Linked DNA regions of Sus scrofa: regions 2 and 3 are each linked to region 1. A link is a contact called in public Hi-C and promoter capture Hi-C data. All regions are on one chromosome and are shown on one strand. The core of a region is the stretch at or near the end of the contact, and the rest is flanking DNA. Distances in the headings are between cores, read along the strand shown.

The links. Promoter capture Hi-C pulls out the DNA fragments that hold promoters and counts their contacts. A called contact is a pair of places that touch in the nucleus more often than the background predicts.
Region 2: a contact with region 1 is called in a Hi-C map of liver, with 6 times the contacts expected there. The contact joins the promoter of MBD6 here to the promoter of ATP5B in region 1. A contact is called at or near these places in 1 of 5 promoter capture datasets (fetal liver) and 1 of 47 Hi-C or Micro-C datasets (liver).
Region 3: a contact with region 1 is called in a promoter capture Hi-C map of fetal liver, with 4 times the contacts expected there. The contact joins the promoter of ARHGAP9 here to the promoter of ATP5B in region 1. A contact is called at or near these places in 1 of 5 promoter capture datasets (fetal liver) and 1 of 2 datasets of contacts at active chromatin or transcription factors (alveolar macrophages).

What each region holds. Positions count from the first base shown.
Region 1 is chr5:21,990,584-21,993,832 of Sscrofa11.1, forward strand. ATP5B (ATP synthase subunit beta, mitochondrial) reads right to left here and starts at 1,810. Exons shown (of 10, transcript XM_001929410.5): 1 at 1,572-1,810; 2 at 941-1,123; 3 at 528-702; 4 at 1-25. The coding sequence starts at 1,800.
Region 2 is chr5:22,788,693-22,791,941 of Sscrofa11.1, forward strand. It overlaps MBD6 (methyl-CpG-binding domain protein 6), which reads left to right and starts at 1,528. Exons shown (of 14, transcript XM_013997655.2): 1 at 1,528-3,249. It also overlaps a transcript of DDIT3 not described here.
Region 3 is chr5:22,760,667-22,763,915 of Sscrofa11.1, forward strand. It overlaps ARHGAP9 (rho GTPase-activating protein 9), which reads right to left and starts at 1,513. Exons shown (of 18, transcript XM_021091869.1): 1 at 1,153-1,513. MARS (methionine--tRNA ligase, cytoplasmic) reads left to right here. Exons shown (of 22, transcript XM_021091867.1): 2 at 218-720; 3 at 1,553-1,643; 4 at 1,790-1,868; 5 at 1,952-2,086; 6 at 2,691-2,766. The coding sequence starts at 465.

The DNA.
Region 1 (3,249 bases), core at 560-3,059:
AGCCTCAGCATGAATAGCAGCAAATCTGTAAGAGTAGAAAAGATCAGTATCTATTCATCTTTTAAAGGGTCCTCTCAATTCCCAATCCTAACCTTTTACTCACAGTCACTTCTCTTATACAATGCTCTAGACAAATTAGCCCAACATTCTGCAATAAAGGGGATTTCATTATCTCAGGAAGCAATAATCCCATTCCCTATCAACTTTAATAGTCATAAGGCTTTCCTTTTACACAGTCCTAACCTAACACCACTTCTTCATATGCCAATATGAAATAAATGCCACTGATATTAAAATGAACTGAAATGATCAACTTGCCCCCCAAGTAGCAGTTTGGGTTTGTTTTTTTTTTTCACTTTTCTTTTACAATCAGAATTTCTACAACCTTAATTTTCTTCAGAAGAAACTGCACTGACTGTGTATTCTCTGCAAGAAAATTCCACTGTACTAGAGGGTGTCACTTGATGTACAGAACTGCTAGGAAAAGCAGTTTCTTTGTGTGCAGATGGAACAAGAGGGATACTTACTGTTTGGTTTTGATGGGACCTCTCTCATCAATAGGTTCTCCAATGACATTCATGATTCTGCCCAAGGTCTCAGGCCCAACAGGAATTTTGATTGGTGCACCAGAATCTAGGACTTTCTGGCCTCTAACCAGGCCTTCTGTACCATCCATGGCAATGGTCCTTACAGTACTCTCACCTGTCAGACAGACATTGCAAGATTATACATAAAGACAAATTGACTTCATATTTAATGAAAAACAGCTGGCATCAAACACCTAAGTCAACCAAGACTCCTTCTCAGTATCTAAATGTGGCTTCAGGAAACTCAGAAGAACGAAAGTCATCTTGATAAAATCATCACAGAAGGAAGACAGCCTGGTTTTTTGGGATAATTGCATCGAAGACCTTCATTATTCTTAACATGTTGTACTTACCCAAATGCTGGGCCACCTCCAAAACCAGCCTGGTCTCCCTGCCTTGCACTTCCAGGGCATTTAGGATGGGTGGCAGTCCTTCATCAAACTGGACATCCACCACTGCACCAATGACTGCCACGATTCGCCCAGTGGCGGCGCCTGCCTTTGGCGATGGAGATGGTTGAGTGGCATAGTCTCTGGCTAACAGAAAAAAAAAAAAAAGATATTGGAAGATGATAGGGTCAGGACAGTTAAAGGTCAGAAGGACTGGTGAATTGAGCCCAGGCCCGGCCTCCTTCCGTTTACACGGAAGGCGGGTCTAAAGGGAGGGCCCCGCTAGAACAGAGAAAGTGCCTGCACCATCTTGCCATTCTCATGCACAAAATCTCATTATTTGAGAGGTCGGTGTCCGCACTGCACCGGAAGGTCAATGCACCTGCCTGCACTTTTCGTTCACACAACGCCCCTCTTCCAAAATGTGACTGAACTATATCATTTTTGTTCTCCTGCAGTTTAGAGGACAAGGCAGGGGATCGGGCGTTTTCTTGCACCACAGACCCTTAGGCCCGAGAGTCTATCTCCCCCCCACCCCCAGCTCAAGGTCATGAGGCGACAGAAACGAAACCAGCTCCGAATGCAAGGCACTTACCAGGCTGGAGCGCTGCCGGAGCGGCCCGCAGTAAGAGCTGGGCTTGGGGTAGCGGCGCTGAAGGGCTGAGTCCCCGCAAGGCCCCAGAGGCCGAGGCAGAGGCCACACGACCCACAAAGCCCAACATGGCGGAGCCCGGGTAGAGACTGAGCGCTGCAGCAGTCTGGCCGCCAACTCCCCGCAGTTGGGGGCGGGGCCTACTCTGCAGTAGGCACGTCCGTTGGATCATCTTGCTGCTTATCACTCTCAGCATCGCTCCTATAGGCTAATAATCTCTCTTCATCTCAATCATTGGCCAAAATTGGTGCTAATCTGAATTCCTTTTTTTTATTGGACAGTGTCCGGTTGAGTGCAACCCTCAGAGCCTCCAAATGCAATTGGACAACAGGTATGTCAGTTGGAAAGATTACTTGGCGGAACTGCGTTTGGGGAAGGGGCCGAGTTCCTGTGAGGAAGCACGTGGGCTGTCTTTGGCTGTCCTTGGGCTCTCTCCTTAGATAGGACCTTGAGCTAGGTGACAGCCTCCCGCAAGGTTAGGGAAGTGGTAGCGTCGTAAAGCACCACAAACAATGACCTTGGCTAACGCAGGAGTCAAACACAGTTTTTATTTGCAGTAGTGACATTGGAAGCTTTCAGACAACTCAGCAGTTGAGGAATCTGGACAGAATTAAGGCTACAATGAAATTAATGTAACCAGTCGTATAAAAAATATATGCTAGACATTCAGAAGGCAAAGATAAGACTTAGGATTTCACTTTTAAAGAAAAACATTTGGAGGAACTTCCCGTCGTGGCGCAGCGGAAATGAATCCGACTAGGAACCATGAGGTTGAGGGTTTGATCCCTGGCCTCACTCAGTGGGTTAAGGATCCGGCGTTGCAGTGACCTGTGGTGTAGGTTGCAGACGCGGCTTGGAACCCGCGTTGCTGTGGCTCTGGCGTAGGCTGGCGGCTACAGCTCCGATTAGACCCCTAGCCTGAGAACCTCCATATGCCGCGGGAGCGGCCCAAGAAAAGACAAAAAAAAAAAAAAAAAAGGAAAAGAAAAAAAAGGAAAAACATTTGAACAAAAAATGCAATAAGGAGTACCTGTGGCGGCTCAGCGGTAACCAACCTGACTAGGAACCATGAGGTTGAGGGTTTGATCCCTGGCCTCGCCCATTGGGTTAAGGATCTGGCGTTGCCGTGAGCTGTGTTGTAAGTCACAGATGCAGCTTGGATCCTGCGTTGCTGTGGCTCTGGCATAGGCCGGTGGCTACAGCTCTGATTAGACCTCTAGCCTTGGAACCTCCATATGCCACAGGAGCAGCCCTAGAAAAGGCAAAAAGACAAAAAACTAAAACAAACAAACCCAGCTCTGATTAGACCCCTAGCCTGGGAACCTCCATATGTCACAGGTTCGGCCCTAAAAAGACAAAAGACAAAATAAAATTAGGATAATTTCACGTTGTCTCAAAAATTAAGTACATTAAAATATAAAAGAAGCATTCAGAACAGTGCCTTTTGACTTAGTGCTAAGATCCTTTCGTTTAAGAGTTCCTGCTGTGGGTCAGCGGTAATGAACCCGACTAGTAACCGTGAAGATGTGAGTTTGATCCCTGGTCTCACTCAAGCATTGATGTCAGCTGCAGCTCCAATTCAACCCCTCGCCTGGGAACTTCCATATTTTGCAGGTGCGGC
Region 2 (3,249 bases), core at 278-2,777, 800 kb after region 1:
GAGCCTCACACTGCATGGCACATAGGAGGTGCTGGTTAAATATTTGTTAGGAATGAATGGTGCATTCTCCCCTGTCCCTCATAGGGATAAGGAGGATGAAGCCCAGAGGCAGAGCAGCAGCTGCCTATCCCTGGGGACTGTAGACGCAATACCGTCCTGAGTGTTTCTCTGCAGGGCTGTCCTCCCTGGGGAACCCTCCTTGCCTTCCAGTGTGTGGGACATAGCTTTCATCAGCAGTGGAGCCGCAGGCCAGAGGGCTGCAGAGCCGAGCAGGGGGCTAGCTAGCCTGATGCAATGGTTACACAGAGATTAGTTGGAGACAGGACACGGGGAAGGAGGCATAGACCAATCCCAGGGGAAGGACAATTCATTGGGGAGACCCCAAATGGCTTTCCTCACTTAAAAGATCCGGGATGCTCTCTTGTGCAGGAGACCCAGGGAGCTCTGAGGAAAGGGAAAACCCATCTCCGCTCCCGGTTCATGGGCACCCCTCTTCCCAAAGGCTTGTGTCAGCCTCTTTAAGATTCTGTCCTCTGCAAGGGCGCGGAAAAAATGTCCTGTGGAGGGTCCAGAAGCCCCAGCTACTGACGTGGCTATGCTGGCCCCGAGACGCTGCGGCTGAGACAGGATTGGGGGTGGGGAAGGGGCAGGGCCGATGGTGGCAAAGCCGGTTAGCTACGGTCACCAGGCTTCTCGGCGCGGGGGTGTGTCCTGTTGCTCGGCCTCATACCGGACAGGCCTAACGAGGAGGCTTGGGGTCAGCAACCGGAGAAAATACATCTCCCGAGGGCCCCTTCACCGACCAACAGAGAGCACGGTCTGTGCTCCGGACATAGGTGGGATAATACTGTCTTGCCAAGGAAGAGAGTCCGTAAGCACCATTTCCGAATAAAAGATTCCCCTCACTCCACCGGACAGTCACCTCACCGCTTTGCAGAGGGGGTGGGGCCACATCCCAAAGAGCGGATGCCCTAACCTGGAGAGGACAACTGGTGTTCGCGAGGATGGGAGAGTAAAAAAATAGGGAATCAGTACTCGCCTCTCTCCTCAGGTTCCGGCTCTGATTTTGGCTCTGTCGCTGCCACCGGCTCATCTTCAACATGATATTCTCTAAGCCTTAGACTCAAGCCTCTGACCTCCGCAGCGCAGAGCTGGGATCTTTTAACAGGGCCTTGCCCTCCCCTCTGGGGCGGATCCAGAAGCCTACCAATCAGAAAGCGGCACGCTGGCGTTGGCCCCGCCTCATCCCCTACATCCGCCACTCAGGAGCTCCTCGGCCCCGCCCCCATCACCTCCTCCCGCTTGGGGGTCGACTTCGTGTTGGACCCGGAAGTGGCTTTGGGTCACGAGGCTTCGCGGAGGAGGTGAGTGAGTCATGCGCGCGCGCGGAGGGGAGAGCTGGAGGGGGGAGGGGAGGAAAGGGGGGCGGGGATGATGCAATGTTTGGCAACCGGTGTCTGCGCGCGCACGCGCGCAAGGGACTGAGAGGGTAGTGGGAGGTGCGGGGGGTGGGGGTGCGGGGAAGAGGCGAGAGGGCGGGGCGCCAGCTCCCGGCACCCAACGGCCCCAACGGTTTTCAACCCGTCACCCCTAAGCTGCGGTGTGAAATCTCTCTGCAGCTTGTCTCTCTCTAGAGCTCATGTTCCACCCACCTGACATTAGCCCCCGTTCTATTTCCTCCATAAGGGACTCCCATTTTCCTCGCTTACCACCCTCTCCCAGCTAATGGACAGAAGGTCTTTTAAACATCCTTCCTTTGAAAATTTGCATCCATCAAGATTGTTTGCATCCTCTCCAGTTTTCTTAAAGGGGTCTTTTCTTTTAGCCCCCTGATTTCTTCCAAAGAGGCTGAAGAACTTGAATCCCCTTGGTGGTCATTTTCAGTTCCTCCCCTCTGAAGAGCACCCTTAGACGTTTATCTTTGCAAAGTTTCTGATGAGCCCTCAGCAAGCCAGAATTCATGTTCATTGCCGGGTGGACCGGATTCTGTCCCCCCCCCCCCCCACGTGGTGCTCTGGTGCCCTTCACCCAAGCCTGGGCCCGCCCTTTTCAGTGTACCACACCTGCAAGTCCTGTGACTCCCTGCTGTGAGGAGCCGGGCCCAGGCCTCCTGACTTCTAGGTGGGCTACAGTAGAGCCTTGTTGCCTGGAACACTGCTTGCACGTGAGCACACTACTGCTATGGAGTGGATTGTCAGGAGCCCAGATTCTAGCTTCAGCGGTCCTTCACTTGTCCATGAATCCTAGGGCAGCCACCTAATCTCTCTGTGCCTCGCCGTTCTGGTTCTCAAATACAAGATAATGAATTGTGAAAGTAAAATGAAAGACTTACGAACTTGGAGGCAGCTTGAACAAAAATGAAAAGCACCATGCAAAATTCAAAGTATTTTTCCAGTGCCATTAGGTAGAAAACATAGGCCATGTGGTGTCCTGTTACATATCCTCATACCCTCATGGGGGCAGCCAGAGTTTGTCCTAAGTAGAAACTGTCATAAGACCGCTTGTCGCTAGATAGCAGGTATAGGTGGTAGCGTGACGGTGACAAGTCCTTGGCCAGGCCTGCACCATTGCTCTAGACCTCCATTTCTCCTTCTGTAAGTGGAGGCGGGGGTGGATTGGACCAGATGGTCTCTCCTGGTCCAAAGACATGACCAGGTCGTCAGTGACAGGCAGAGGTCATGTGACTTGACAGGCCGGGGTCGTGTTGTGACATGTTGACCTGGGGAGGCGGGTCAAGTCTCAGCACACTACCCGGGAAGCCTTTGGGGCGGGGCAGGGCAAGTCGCGACTTTCATCTTTTGGGGCCAGCTCCTCCCGGACCTGGCATTCCTGGTTCCCCTAACAGATTGCGGCTTCGGAAGGGGCCCCTCCCCGAGGAGGGCTGGGATTGGCCACCAGTGGCCTGGGAAGAGGCTCGGATCCTTCCGCGGAGGGCGGGGGGCCGCGTGGGGTGTTTGTTCTCTTGGGGATTAATGGGGGGTTGTGGGGGAGGGGTAGGCGCGCTCCCGCATGCGCACTGCGACCCCTCCTGTTGGCTCGTCGTTGTCCGCTGGGCGGGGGCCCGGCCCCGCCCCTCTCCCGTCCGGGCAGCGGCGGCGGTGGCGGCGGCGGCGGCGGCGGCGGCAGCGGCGGCAGCGACGGCGGCGGCGGTAGCAGCCTGCGCAGTGCCTTCTGGGAACGGAATCCCCAGGGCTGCCCCTGGCCCCCATGGCGCATGCGCGGGAGGCCGCTCGGTGATCCGCGGCGGCG
Region 3 (3,249 bases), core at 263-2,762, 770 kb after region 1:
GTAGTGTATACTTACTGCCAAACTCTGCTTTCTTACTCCCCAGCAATCTGAACTTTTTCCTACACAGACTCATTTCCCTTTAATGTTAGCACCTGGCTGTATACGCGCTTCAGACTGGTATGAAATAAATATATAATTGTCACATTCTTTTTTACTAATAGGATACCTACACTAATTTTCATTATGTCACTAAAATACGCTTATCTATCAATTCCAGAACTCTCTTATGAGCTCGAATCGAGAGTGGGCCATTGCGAGTAGCCGCAGTCTTGACGTCGCCACTTCAGCGAGATAACTGTACCCCTCGGTATCCTTCACCGCTCTCGGGAGGCGTTAGAGGATTACAAGCCGGATCCCACACATAAAGGTCCTTTCTGGCCCTCCCATCAAAAAGATGCCACTCTGGCACTGCGTTTACGGCCTCTTCGTCTCTATGGCACTCTTTTCCTGTTTCCTAGTGTTGTATGATGGGAGAAATAGTCTACTTCCGGAACCCAGGCCCGGGGAACAGCTTTAGTCGGAACTCCATTTCCCGGCGTGCCGCGCGGCAATCGCTTATCCCTCTGGCGGGAGACCGGTTCCGGTTGCATCAGCGTGGGACCCACGGCGAAATGAGATTGTTCGTGAGCGAGGGCGCCCCGGGGAGCCTGCCTGTGCTAGCTGCGGCCGGGAGGGCCCAGGGCAGAGTGGAGCTGCTCATCAGCACTGTAGGCCCCGAAGGTAGACGGGCTGGTGCTGGTGGGCGGTGGATGAGGAGGGCGGGACGCGAACACGCCCGACACCCACCCTACAGTTGTCTTTTACCACCCCCCATCCCCCCACCATGCACTCCCGTCAGATTTCTCCCGCAATGTCCTTGGGCACCCCATCCCGTTTCCCTCCCAGTCACATCTTTCATCGGTTACCTAATTCTCCTCAGTGTCCCCTTCCCTCATCTTTTGCCTCCCCTTCTTCGTTTCCCAGGACCTCGCCTTACTTCAGTGAAACTCTTTCCCTTTATTAACCTCCCACACCTACCCGGCACTCCCCCCCGACCCCACACACACTCGCTAGTCACTCACATGACAATTCCCCAGGCACCCCTTTCCTTTGTTCTTAGGAAACCCCACTCGCCTCTCCTAAACCCAGACACACATATTCCCTTCGGTTTACCTCTTCTCATTCCCAGCCATCTGTTTGACTCTTAAGAGGTTCTCTTGTCCATCCTCCCAGTTCTCTTAATTTTGTTCTTCCAGTGTAGCTCAGATCTCTCAGATATCCTAGTTACTTTCAGTTGTTTCAGTTCTTGGCTGCAGCACTACCCCAATACCACCGCCTCCCGTCTGCAACTCCCATCTGTTGTTTCCAGCTGGCAGTCTCAGCTGAACACCTGCTGGTCTCTCCAGCGTATTCTGGACCCACCCCCTTTCAGTGGTCCTATCCTGGAACCTCTCCTTGAGACGGCCCATCTTTCTTCCCCCAGGCCCCCAACACTGTGAAGTTGTCCTTCTAAGTTGACAGAGTATTTGTTTTCTTTTCCCTGTATTTCACCCATTTTCCTGTTCTGCATCAGAGTGTGTGGTTCCATTCCTGACTCGGCCTAAGGTCCCTGTCTTGCAACTGGATAGTGGCAACTACCTCTTCTCCGCCAGTGCAATCTGTCGGTCAGTATTGGTCCTTGATTCAGGGAGGTGGCTGAATAAAATCAGGGATTATTGTCCTCTGTGGCCTTATTTACAATCACTGTTTCACTAGGGGGTGAGAAACAGGCCCCTCTCATTCTACCTTCTGTTGCTCTCTCCCTGGTTAGATACTTCTTTCTGTTGTCTGGGTGGGAGCAAGATGACCTCACCAACCAGTGGCTGGAATGGGAAGCAACAGAGCTGCAGGTAAGACTGAGATGTGGGGGAATCACAGGCAGGCAGGCCATTGCTTTGCATGGCCATCCTGACTTGTGTCTCCCGCATTTTAGCCAGCTTTGTCCGCTGCCCTGTACTATTTAGTGGTCCAGGGGAAGAAGGGGGAAGATGTTCTTGGCCCAGTCCGGAGAGCCCTGACTCATATTGACCACAGCCTGAGTCGTCGGAGCTGTCCTTTCCTGGCTGGGGTGAGTTGGGCCTTGAGATGGGGATTGGGGAAAGCTGTGTGGTATGAGAGTTAGGAAAGAACACTGTATTCAGAGTTCCGACCCCCAAACTGCCTCTCAACTAGCAGTGTAACCTTTAAAACTCACTACACTTGGAAGTTCCCGTTGTGGCTCAGTGATAGCAAGCCCGACTAGTATCAATGAGGATGCAAGTTTGATCCCTGGTCCCGCTCAGTAGGTTAAGGACCCGGCGTTGCCAGGAGCTGTGGTGTAGGGCACAGATGCTGCTCAGATCCCACATTGCTGTGGCTGTGGCGTAGGCTGGCGGATATAGTTCTAACTTGGGATCTTCTACATGCTGCAGGAGTGGCCCTAAAAGACAAAAAAAACAAAAAAAAGAGCAGCAACAAAGAGACCTCAATAAATTCAAACCTTCAGTTTTTCATCTTTGAAAGGGGGTAATATTAGCATTCACTTCAGTGGGTTGTGAAGACTGAGATAATTAAAATATGCTTAATACGGTGCTTGATACCTTGTAAGTGTGTAGCAAATGTATGAAATGTGACATTCATTGGGAAGAAACTGAGTGCCTCACCTGCCTCTTTCTTTGCTTTTCTCAACAAAGGAGACAGAATCTTTAGCTGACATTGTTTTGTGGGGAGCGCTGTACCCGTTACTCCAAGACCCAGCCTACCTTCCTGGTGAGAACTGCCCATTGCTTCACCCCTAGCTCCAACACCAGGAGCTTGGTGTAGGGGTAACAGAGTGGGTAGGTGAATAATGAGGAACCAGTTTGAGGTGTAGCTTGATGGGCAGCTATAGCAGAAAGAGGGCTGAGGGAACTGGGAAAGCCAGCTGGAGAAACTTCATGAAGAAGAGGCTGGAGTTCTCATTGTGGCTTAGTGGTAACAAACTGGACTAGTATCTATAAGGACGAGGGTTTGATCCCCTGCCCCACTCAGTGGGTTAAGGATCTGGCGTTGCCGCCAGCTGCCATGTAGCTCAAAGACTAGGCTTGGATCTGGTGTTGTTGTGGCTGTGGTGTAGCCCGGCTGATTCGATCCCTAGCCTGGGAACTTCCATATGCCTTGGGTGTGGCCCTAAAAAACCAAAAAAAAAAAAAAAAAAAAAAAAAAAGAAGGGGTTGGGCCACCCTCCCATCTTCCCATGTTAGGTCTTGCTGA